Linked DNA regions of Oryza sativa: region 2 is linked to region 1. Evidence: chromatin contacts called from public HiCAR-type data. All regions are on one chromosome and are shown on one strand. Each heading gives the region's core, a stretch centred on a gene start, on an enhancer-like site or on the middle of the called end of the contact. The rest is flanking DNA. Distances are from core to core; before and after follow the strand shown.

The links. HiCAR-type assays count read pairs that join an accessible place to other places.
Region 2: a contact with region 1 is called in a HiCAR-type map of leaf, with 2.7 times the contacts expected there. The contact joins the promoter of LOC136351828 here to the promoter of LOC4346498 in region 1. A contact is called at or near these places in 3 of 15 Hi-C or Micro-C datasets (panicle, seedling and an unstated tissue) and 1 of 4 datasets of contacts at active chromatin or transcription factors (leaf).

Annotation. Positions count from the first base shown.
Region 1 is chr9:7,962,376-7,968,020 of ASM3414082v1, reverse strand. It overlaps LOC4346498 (D-aminoacyl-tRNA deacylase), which reads right to left and starts at 1,638. Exons shown (of 10, transcript XR_010735045.1): 1 at 1,416-1,638; 2 at 1-164.
Region 2 is chr9:8,186,886-8,193,143 of ASM3414082v1, reverse strand. LOC136351828 reads right to left here and starts at 2,394. Exons shown (of 1, transcript XM_066304236.1): 1 at 1-2,394. The coding sequence starts at 2,175. The coding sequence ends at 769.

The sequences.
Region 1 (5,645 bases), core at 389-2,888:
GCAGGACGGTTGGAGACAGCAGTGTGTTTGCTGAGGAATATGACCTCAGAAACAGCCTCTCCAGTGGCTGCCTGCCACCGGTTGTCAAGATCATCCTCCGCAATGATGCTGCGTTCATGCTTCAATAGTCGAACGTCCCCGTTTGTAAAGCTCTCCATCCCCTCCTACAAAACATATACCATCAGAGATTTATATGGAATTGTCGCGGCATTCTAACAAATTAAAGAACTGCAAAATGCCAGAAACATAACATCTGATGGATGTTACAAAAAAAATTGTAACAATAATTTTTGAAGCTAAAACTTAATAAAACAAACAGAGTCACTGGAACATAATAGATATGTGTTGGTGTACATGATCTGCATTCTGATCACTCATTGCCTTCTATGTTGCCTGAAGTAGGGAAAAGCAATTTACACGCAGACAAAACCTTGGAAAGTTCAGGGACACCGGATTCTGACCAACTCTTTTTCGACATACCATTATTTATCACTGATGATAGAAGAAACATAGCACTGTTATTCTCCATGGTTCTGCTATGCGTCTTTAGGAACAGGTTTATCAGCTCCATAGTCACCTAAATCTGGATTTATTTGTTGATTGAGGCAGATATATTTTCGCAAACATTTGTTCTGATGAGGCTAATTGATCAAATTGGTGACTTACCTTCTTCTGCCATACACTTAAATTAGCAAGTTCTATTATTCAAAGGTAAGAGACAGATTCCCCCTAATATTTTATGGAGGCGTATAGCTGTAAGTGCACGATATCTGCTTGCATTATTCATGGATAAAAGCTCGAGTGTCATCTTTAAATATATCGACGTTCTTATATATTATCATACATACAAATGGTTTACCTTTTCCTTGTCACTAAAAAGAACAGTATAGACGCCACTCTCCATTTTGCTGTGACTCATCATGTCATGTCAATTTTAATGTGGCAGCATGTGGACGGTAACTATGTGACAAAGTCCAGAGGAGCTTGAAAAGCTAAGGGCAATATATATTTTTATACTATCAATATCCATTCATGAATTAATTTGCAATGATGTAAAAACAGATTATAACATCCGGAATCGTCCTGCGATCTGCGTAGCAACTAGTATGGACATGCAAATCTCTATCTAGTATCTGTAATTGCATAAACCCGCACCAAAAGCGCATCCTATAACCTGGGCACCTGGCCGCATATGCTTGCAAAGCTCAGAACAGAAGAACAATTCCAGTCTTCAGAAAAGAAAACGCCTGCCGCATCGAACAAGATACCTGCTCCACAACCATAAACACTAGCCATAGCCATGGCCCAAACCCTAATTAAGGAGCAGCGCTTCCCCGTGCTACACTACAAGTCTTGGGGAATTTGAGATTGGGGTGGATGGGACTAGATAAGATGGGGGGCGGTGGGTTGCTTACGGGGATGGGCGGGCCGGGAGACCAGCCGGGCATGGCGAGGAAGGCGGCGGCTGGGCCGATAGACGCCGGGTCCGACGCCGTCGCCACCACCAGCACCACCATCTCCTCTTCCTCCTACTCCGACTCCGACCACGCCTCCCTCTCCTCTCCTCCACCAGAGCACCGCTCGCGCTCGTGCTCGGCTGCTGCTTCTCTTGTCCAGGAGAAAAATCGATAGAATGCCGCTCCTCTACGGTGGGCCGTGGGCTTGATAAGTTGTGATTTGTCTAGGGCCTATTTCAACTTCTTTTCTTACCTTATACTCCGTAGAAAAAGAAAAGAACGAAAATATTGAAACTCAATGTATAAAATGGAGTTCTATACAATTTTTCCTTTTTTTTTATTTTTGACAGTAGACGTAGTCACGTAGCACACCACTTATACATACAGCACCATACTTATACCCTAAGCGTAATATTCGTGGGTACTACGATTTGAATCCTGGTGGGTAAAGTTGTGAACCATCACACCACTAAGGCTGTGAACCATCACATCACTAAGGCTGCATTCAATAGGGTAACATTGTGAGATAATTTGTTTTGTTTTCCGTATGCACACTTCCCAAACTATTAAACAGTGTGTGTTTTGCAAAAAAATTTCTATATGAAAGTTGCTTTAAAAAATCATATTAATCCATTTTTTAAGTTTAAAATAGTTTATACTCAATTAATCATGCGCTAATGGCTCACCTCGTTTTATATATCTTCTCTTTTCCTCTCTTCTCAAACTCACCCTAATGCTTTCTTCATTCTATTCATTTTTTTTATTTTCAAGATAGGGCTATTTTTATGATATTCCATGTAAACTTACCAAATATTTCATAAAACGGGTTTTCCGACTAGAAAAAGCTTGATTGTTTGCTTTGCGGGGAAAAGTGTTTTGGTTTACATATTACACCGGATTTTAACTTTTTATGATAATCTCTTACTAGGAATAATATTTGTTTAATTTAGTCTCACCCATCATGTGTTAGATTCATTTTTTTAGTTTGCGTAGGCTCTCTGCCTAAAGTTTTTGGTCTTGATTGGCAGGATGCGCACTTTGCAACTCCATACAAAATGTACCATAGCAGCGTAAATTTTGAAATGACCAAATGCTGAAAAAAAAAAGCTCCGTGCAAATGCTGCCAGTGAGTAGCATATATGTTACTGCAAGTTTGCAATTAATCCGCTGTAGACCTCTTTCAGGTTAGCATGGAAGAGCATAAAAGCAAACAATGTAGAGCTAAGGCTGTGTTTAGTTCACACCACAATTGAAAATTTAGTTGAAATTGAAACAATATAACAGAAAAGTTGGAAGTTTGTGTGTGTAGAAAAGTTTTGATGTGATGGAAAAGTTGAAAATTTGAAGAATTATTTTGACGGCCTAAATATGCAGCTTCATATTCGAAGCACCATAGCCTTATGGTGTGTTCGGCACCCCCTCTTCCCAACCCCTCTCCCTCTTCCATACGTACGCTTTTCAAACCGCTAAACGGTGCGTTTTTTGCAAAATGTTTCTATATGAAAGTTGCTTAAAAAAATTAAATTAATCCATTTTTGAAAAAAATAGCTAATATTTAATTAATTACGCGCTAATGAACCGCTCTGTTTTCCGTACGGAACACAGCCTTAGAGCATCTCCGATTCAGGCCCAAAAGTTACTTCCTTGGATTGGGACTATTCTAAAAAATTTTAGACCTAAAAATCTATTTCATCTCCACCTAAAAATATAATCCCAAAAATTAGTTGGTTGACCATATAGGATTGGATGGGCCCATAATTGTTACCGACGCTTTGTTTTGCTTTTTTTTAACATATGCACGGATCAAATCACTCCTGATCCTGCCACTGCCCTTCCTAACGCCGCCGGCTCCTGCTGCCGTCAGAGAATCCCTCGCCGACCACGGTTGTACTGATGGAAGATTTCGCCTCTAATGTGGAAAAGCGGAAGGCTAGCTAATCCTCTACACGACCATGACATCAATTTGAAGGTTAATATCCTAGGCGATCCTCATGTTAGGATTTTCTCCTATTAATCACGTTCTTTTTTTTTAATTTGATCTGATAATATCGCTAGGGGAGAAAGTTTCTGTTGGTGATGAATAATGGTTTGGCAGTTAATTTGATCTGTGATGAATCATACTTACTCTTGTTTCAAGGGCTTGTGGATGAATCATCGTCCGATGATGACGATGATTTTTTTGGGTCGCAGCACAAATCATGCATAGCTATTGGTACTCTGTCAATACATCAAAACATGGTGGGTATGTCATGGGACATGAAGTGGTTGATCGCAACAGAGAAACATGACACTTGAAATTTTACCAAGATTACTTTTTCGATAATCCTACCTATGACCTAGTTTTATTCAAGCACAGGTTTGTATTGAGCCAATTTTATTTGATTTATCTTTGTTATATGCATAGATATGTATGTCTCATTAGTAATGACTACGCAGGAATAGAATGAGCAGACCCCTGTTTCTTTGCATAATTAATGCAATAGAGGATCAAGATGACTATTTTGTGCAGAAGATAAATGCAATCAGTATACTTGGGTTAAGTTGTCATCAAGAGATCACTGCAGCAATCCGTCAGTCAGCTTATGGTATAGCAGCAGATGCTTTGGATGAATATGTTGGTCTTGCAGAAAGTACCGCTATAGAGAATCTGAGAAGGTATGTGAAAGCAATTGTTGAAGTTTTTGAACATGAGTACTTAAGATCATCCAATGAGAACGATACAACTCGATTACTTGCACTTGGAGAGAATAGAGGTTTCCCTAGTATGTTAGGCTCTTGTTAACGGTGAAATTTAGTAAGCCCCGAAGTCATCATAGGCCTAGAGTCAGTATCGGCTTCAGAGTCATGGAATCGGCCGATAGGAATTATCAAGTCGTCAATAGTCGGATTCTTGGTAGATTCGGTTAACGAAATTAATCAATTAAAGGAACTTTATCCAGAAAAGACTGAGTTGAAGGAGGATGCAGCATGACAGTTTATCTATTAATTAGAAAGTGTCTGTTAGTTTCCTTTTATATTTAAGAAAGTGTGTTTAGTATCCGATAAGGATTTTATGTTTTCCTTTATCTTTAGGAAAGTTTCTTTCTTATCCAACAAGGACTAGTATCTACCCATGGGTATAAATATTTACACCCGGGGTCATTGTCAATTATCTCACAGATCAATGCAACTACTCTCGGCACATTGCCACCCTCTTTCCCGAGGTTTTTACTTATCACGGCGGAACTTGGCACCTAACGTGGGGCTGCATCGGTTTTCGATCTCCGATGAAGGGGTAAGTCCTACGTTCCTCCGGCCCTGGCAATTGTATCGGCTACATTAGTGTTGTTCAAGGCTGCATCGCTTCGATGTCTTGGATCACTTTGGTTCGGTTGACATTTTTTCCTACCTATTTATCACATATCTTAGTTAATCTAGTTTATCATCTTAATTTGATCATATCGGCTGAGATTCGTTTTAGGGTTTATGCTGGTATTGACTAAATTATCTTACTAGATTAGATTAACTAAGGTATCGATCACCCTGAAAAATAGTCAAAGGCTTGATTGTTTAGACTTTATGCTTCTTTGCATACTTTGCGATGCATCATCCCTAGTCGTACTTAGAATCATAAAAGCTAACATGTCTTTGATTATAATAAGGGTTTCATCAGGGTTTCAACCGATGAGTTCCAGCCGATCGGCTCTTTGGTGATCTTCAATTTATATATCTTGTCAGTTGCAGGATCAAACTGACTGTCATGCCTGCATCTCATCAAGATTTGGACCTGCACTGGACCTAAGCAGATCTTCCAGGCCATTGTGTTCGTCGACTTAGTTTGTGCCACCACAAATCTGACACCATCGACCGAGCGCGGATTTTTCATCAATAGCTCTGTAGACCGTATGCATTGAAAGTGTAAGAACTGCCCTACGGAATGCTAGGGTATGTACTAAGGGCACGTGCATGAGCCTATAATGATTCTAGAGTCGTTGCTTCGAAAGATCTCTGGATTTGACACGCTTCACTTTTTTTTGTTTGCACGGATCTCATAACGATATCAATGTACTTCATCGAATCCCCACTATTTGCATTGCAATTTGGAGGAGATCACTTCGGAGGTGTTCAGCTCGTATAGGTGCAGGGCTAGCACCAAGATATAAAATTTTGATATTTCATTATTTTGTTTTAGAACATGTTGTTATGTTT
Region 2 (6,258 bases), core at 1,145-3,644, 220 kb before region 1:
CTGATTTGGTGGTAACCTGACCTGAGGTCAAGTTTTGTGAACCACTGTGCCCCAGCCAACTCATCCAGCAGCTCATCAACTACAGGCATTGGGAATTTGTTCTTTACAGTCACCTCATTCAGGCCCCTGTAATCCACACAAAACCTCCATGTCCCATCCTTCTTCCTGACCAACAACACAGGGGAGGCAAAAGGACTAGTACTGGGTTTAATGATCCCTTGTTTCAGCATCTGAGACACTTGTCTCTCTATCTCATCCTTCTGTCCAGGGGAGTACCTATAAGGTTTCAGGTTGACTAGTTTTGTGCCTGGCATGAGTGGAATTCCATGGTCAAACTGTCTATGGGGTGGCAAAGTTCTAGGTTCCTGAAACCTGTCCTGGAACCTGTTCAGAACTTCCTGAACCTCTAGGGAAAGTCCTTGCTCCAACCCTTTCTCCTCTAGTGCACACAACTGCACCAACTGAGAGATTGCTCCAGCCTTTGCCATCCCTTTGAGTTGCCTTGCTGTCACAGGCTTACATTGGTAAACAATTGTTCCTTGACCCCAACTAGAGTGATTCTCTTTTCTTCATAAGTGAATCTCATTTTCTTTCTCTTCCAATCCACCCACATGGGACTGAATTCCTCCAACCACTCCATACCAAGGATCATGTCATAACCACCCAGTGGAAGCACCTTCAGATCAGTTTTGAAAGTTTTTCCCTGACACCACCACTCCAAACCATTCACCACTTGATTGCAGAGCATTTTACCCCCATCAGCTATGGTTACTTGTGATGGCACACACTCCTGGGTAGACAACTGCAACCTTGACACCAATTGCTCTGACAAGAAATTGCTGGAACTACCAGAATCAACCAGGACAAGTATCTCTTGATTCTGTAACAAGCCCGCAGTCTAATGGTCCTTTTCCCAACTGTACCAGAGACTGCACATTCAGAGAGTACCAGTTCCTCATCACTTGTTCCTTCCACATCATCAGCCTTGTTACTGTCCTCTTCTTGCGCCAGGAACACCTCTAGCAATTCTTCCAGAACATGCAGCTGCACCGATTTTGGGCACTTGTGTCCAGGGCCATACTTTTCCCCGCACTTGAAACACTCTCCTCGAGCCCTTCTAGCTGCTTTTAGTGAATCAAATCTCTCTTCCCACTTGGGCTTTTCCTCCACCTTCTTGTTCTCATCAGGGCTAGGGCCCAGAATTCCTTTACCAAGGAATGGGGTCTTGACAGCAGGCTTGTACTGCTCTTTGTATGTAGTTCTGCCAACAGTCTTCACTGTGATTTCTCCCAGCAAGTCCTCCTGCGTTTTAGCAAGTGATAGAGCAGCATCAACAGTTCTAGGCTTGTGCAGCTTAATAGCTGCTTTAATCTCACTTTTCAACCCACCAACAAATTTAGTAACAAAAAAGGTTTCATCAAAAGCCTTATTATAAACTAAGACTTTATTCATGATCTCTTCAAATTTGGAATGGTATTCCTCCACTCCCCCTAATTGCTTAAAACCTTCTTGTTCTTCCAAATGTTGCTCGTATTTATCTCTACCAAACTTGCTATGAACTTCTACCACTAGTTCAGGCCAACTCTCTATGCAATGCAACTCCTCATAGGTTTGGAGCCGAAGTGCTGCAGTGCCAGTGAAATGCAAGGTGGCAAAGGAAGCCCATGTTTCATAAGGAACATGATACATGCTGAAGTATTTTTCACAATTAGTTTTCCAGAGCTTAGGATTCTCTCCATCAAACTTAGGGAAATCAGTCTTAGGCAATCTAGACCCCCCAAATTTCCCAGAGCTTTGAGATCCACAGTTTTCTCTCTCAGAATTTTCCCTCAAATCAAACTGCACAGGTGAGTGATGGAACTTGTGTTTACCCTTGACCAGGGTTCGCTCCTGGGCAAAGCTTGCCCCGGTAGCATCACCCTGGTAGTTCTCGTCGTCGCCGGGCCCTACGGGCGTTTGCTTCGCCATTGCTGGCGTCGCTTGTGCACGGGTCTCAAGTTGAGCGACCCGCGCGTTGACTTGATCCACAGCTTGACGTAGATCCTTCATGCCCAAATCCACCGTGGGGATCCACTTCTCCATGCCTTGAAGTGATCCGAGGATGGAGTTGATGCTGCTGGTGAGCTCGGTCACCCTCGTCGTCAGGAAACCGATTTCTCCCTCCGCCACCTCCATCCGCTCCGTCAGAGTTGGATTCGTCTTCTTCCTCACCAGCACGCCCGCGGATCGGCGGCTCTGATACCAAAAATGTCACGAACTCGCAATTCGGCACCGGCGTCTCGCCTAGTACGTGGTTGCAAGCTTCTGAGTTTGAGAGATTTTGGGGATTTGAGAGGAAGAACAGAGGAGGAAGACAAGGTAGGTAGGATTAGTTTTATATTTCTTCTCATCGATGCCTTGACTCAATTGGTCAGGTCTGTATTTATACACCGACACATGGGCTCTCACGGGTTCAGCCCAACATGATGAAGTGGCCCAAAGACTCAATACACCCAAGAGTACTGTAACACACCACGACAACATAAGAACATGACAACAAGGTCAATGGAGGCAGCTGGCGGAAAAGAGAACCCGGCGGCGCCTCCGCACCTGTATCTGCCATCGCTTGCACAGCTCCAACTGTGTCCAGGCTCGGGGTCGAAGGGGTGGCGCGGTGGAGGGAGGCACAGGGCTGCTGGATTTGGCCGCGCCGTCGCCTGCCGTGGCCCCATCATCCGCCACCCTGTCGCCCGCAGCCATCCCATCGCCCGTAGCCACCCCGTGGCCCGCCGCTGAGCCCGTCGCCCGCTGCAGCGCCGTTCGTAGTTGCCTAAACCGCCGTCGCCTATCGCCCCTGTCGACCGCCGCTGCCGTCGCCCGTGGCTGCAACTGCCTCTCTGTTTCTCAGATCCGAAAAAATGGGATGGTGATGGGGTTGGTTACGGCACGTGAGAGCAACACAAGGTGTGTGTGTATGTATATATATATACATATATAGATACATATATATATATATATATATATATACATATATATATATATACATATATATATATATATATATATATATATATGTATATATGTATATATGTATATATATATGTATATATGTGTAGAGAGACGCTGATGTCGAGTAGTAAACAATTTACTGGTAGAAGGGGGCGCAGAGAGAGGTGCCGTGGGAAGGTGCGGGTGGCTGGCTGGGGGGTGGGGTGGGGGAGGGGGTGGGGGGGTAGGTTGTGGGGGAGCATTTTAGTTATTACGCACCCCACGTGCGGTATAGTATGTGTGTGTGTATATATATTTAGTTATTACGCACCCCACGTGCGGTATAGTATGTGTGTGTGTGTATATATATACACACACACATACTATACCGTACGTGGGGTGCGTAATAACTAAAATGCCCGCCTGCTGCTGCCGCCGCCGCCCGCCGCGCGAGCTTGCCGGCCGTGGGAGCCCGCCGACGCCGCCACGGCGCGAGCCACCGCTCGAGCCCGCCCGCCCGCCGCTGCCGGCCCCGGGAGCCCGCCGCGGCTCCTGCCGCCGCCGCCCGCCGCCGCCTGCCCCGCCTCGTGAGCTCGCGCGCCGCTCTCGGCCGGTCGCCGCCTGCCCCGCCTCGCGCCGCTCTTGGCCGGCCGCCACAGCCGCCCTGTTCCTGTGGATGAGAGGAAGTGAGAGAGAGAGAGAGTAGAAAGTGTGTGTGAGAGAGAGAGGAGAGGAAGAATCAAGAGGATAAGGTTGGGGGTGAAAAAAAATGGTGGATTTTTTTTAAATGTAAAAATCAATTTTTATTTTATATGTGGCTCTTTAAAACGAATTTAAAGGCACTAAATCAACTCATACGAAAAAGTTGTTAAAAACAAAGTTGTATAACTTATTGAGATCTATCAATTTTATTTTGGTCATTTCTCCATCCGAGTTTGATTAAACTATATAAAATTTGAATTTAAAAATATAAGAAATTCAAATAACTTTCCGGGTAGTAAATGATTTCAAATAAAAAAATTGTCAACAACAAAGTTGTATAACACATCAACATCTACAACTTTTATTTTGGTTATTTTTCTATATGACTTTGTTTGAACCGTTTGAATTTGAATTTCAAAATATGACAACTTCAAACAATATTTTGAAATACTAAATGATTTCAACTGAAAAAGTCATCAACAACAAAGTTATATAATTCATCAAGATCTATAACTTTTTATTTTGGTCATTTCTTCATCCGACAAAGTGATAGTAACATTATTCACAAAATTTGCATCTATCTCATTTGGTTCTATAAACTATAAGAGAGATATGTAAACTTTGTGAACAATATTATTATCAATTTATCGGATGAAGAAATGACCAAAATAAAAGTTGTATGTCTTGATGAGCTCTACAACTTTCATGTTCATGACTTTTTCAGCTAAAATTAATTACATCTTCAAAATATTATTTGAAGTTTTGAAATTCAAATTTTTAATTGATAAAACAAAGTCACAATAAAAAATGGCTAAAATAATAGCAGCAAGAACACAATAACAATAGAGCATGATTTTAGAAACATTTAGGAAAAAGAATCATCCAATTTGGAGTTCATATGAGTGAGATAAATTAGTTTCAAATTACCAAATTTTATTTTTGCATACGGCTTCTTAAGTCACCCATATGGAAAAATTGATTTTTTTTTCATGCGGGTCCTTAAATGGTCCACACACAAACAAATGAAAAAATTCAATTATGAAAAATAACCACTCAAATGTTTAAAAACTTTCAATTGAAATGTTCAACCTAAAATTTAAAATATTCAACCAATTTTCAAAAATTTCAATGTGCCTACGAAAATTTAAGTGATACACATTAATTTATTTGTTTCATGATAACATAAATTTGTATGGAAAGTAAACATAGCATTTTCTATCTCCCCCTTGCCCTTATAAATAGAGATAAAATTTGAAAATATTGATGTTTTGTTTTTGAAAACTAATGGCTACATATCTTCCTCGTTTTAAGAAGCTTATTTTGAGGGGTCTTGATATTTTGATAATTATTCGTTACCGTATTCGTTTCGATTCGTATTCGCTCCGTATCTGTATTCGATAATATTCGATTCCGTTTTCGTATCCGGGTTTCCAATTCCGATTTCGATTCCAAGAAAAAAATATGAAAACGAATATGATAGAGCTAGTTTCCTACCGTATTCGATCCGTTTTCATCCCTAGACGGAGGTTACCGACTGTGGGAAAAAAAAAAGGGAAACGTGGGGGCGGGGGTTACCGAGGGTGGAGACGGGTGGGGGTAGGGTGGAGTGGGGTGGGGGGGTAGGGGGGTGGGGGTAGGTTGTGAGGGGAGCATTTTAGCTATTACGCATCCTGGGTGCGGTTTAGCGCTTATATATATATATATATATGTCGGTGACATAGGACCGGGAGTATCATGACTTAGAGACTTGAGGCAGACACGATCACCCACGTGGCCTAACCCCCTCGGGGGGGGGGGGGGTCGGGCCCGAGGGTGATACGGCCGCCCTTCTCTTTGTCTCCCCGAGAGGTCGGACCGCTCCCGTCTCGGCCCCGAGGGCCGAGGCGCCCCGACCCCTTGTGGGTTTTGCGCCGCGTATATGGGGTAGGTGAGCATAGCGGGGCTCACCTAACCGCATTTATTGCGGTTTGGACGAGCGCGTTACGCCACATGTAGCGCAGTATGGCACGCTCGTTTATCCGGTCTGTGACCGGTCACAGATCGGTCAGATTGCGGGTTAGGTGGCAACAGGCGATCTGACACACGCCTCGCCCCGTCCCGTCAAGATGAGAGTCTCTAGGCACTCGTCCCTAGCCGGAGCCAGCGTGCTAGCTCCTGGAGATGGCACGTTGGTCCTGGTCAGATATATGCCAGGCTTTATCCCAACCATTATAAGCAAGACGTTGTATGAAGAAGGGCGAACATGCAGATTGCTAAACTGACACGTGGTGGACAAAGGTGACCGGTCTGTGACTGGTCTGACACTGGTTATGTCGCCGGAAGACAACCGTGTTCCCACATTGCACCTGCTTCCGGCGGAGTGGAGGTAGGTATGGGCCGTCCCATCAGAAGGGTCACTCGGGCAGCAGCCGTTGCAAATCTCCGCCCATTTATGAAGAGATGACAGGGTGATCCCCGAGGTCAGACGAACGAGGACGCGTGGCCACACTCAAAAACAGGCAGTGTTTCAGCTTCCAAGAGAAGGCAAGCCAAGTTTTACTATAGATAGGATGGGCCCCCACCCAAAAAGAGAGAGAGGGAAAAGTGGTG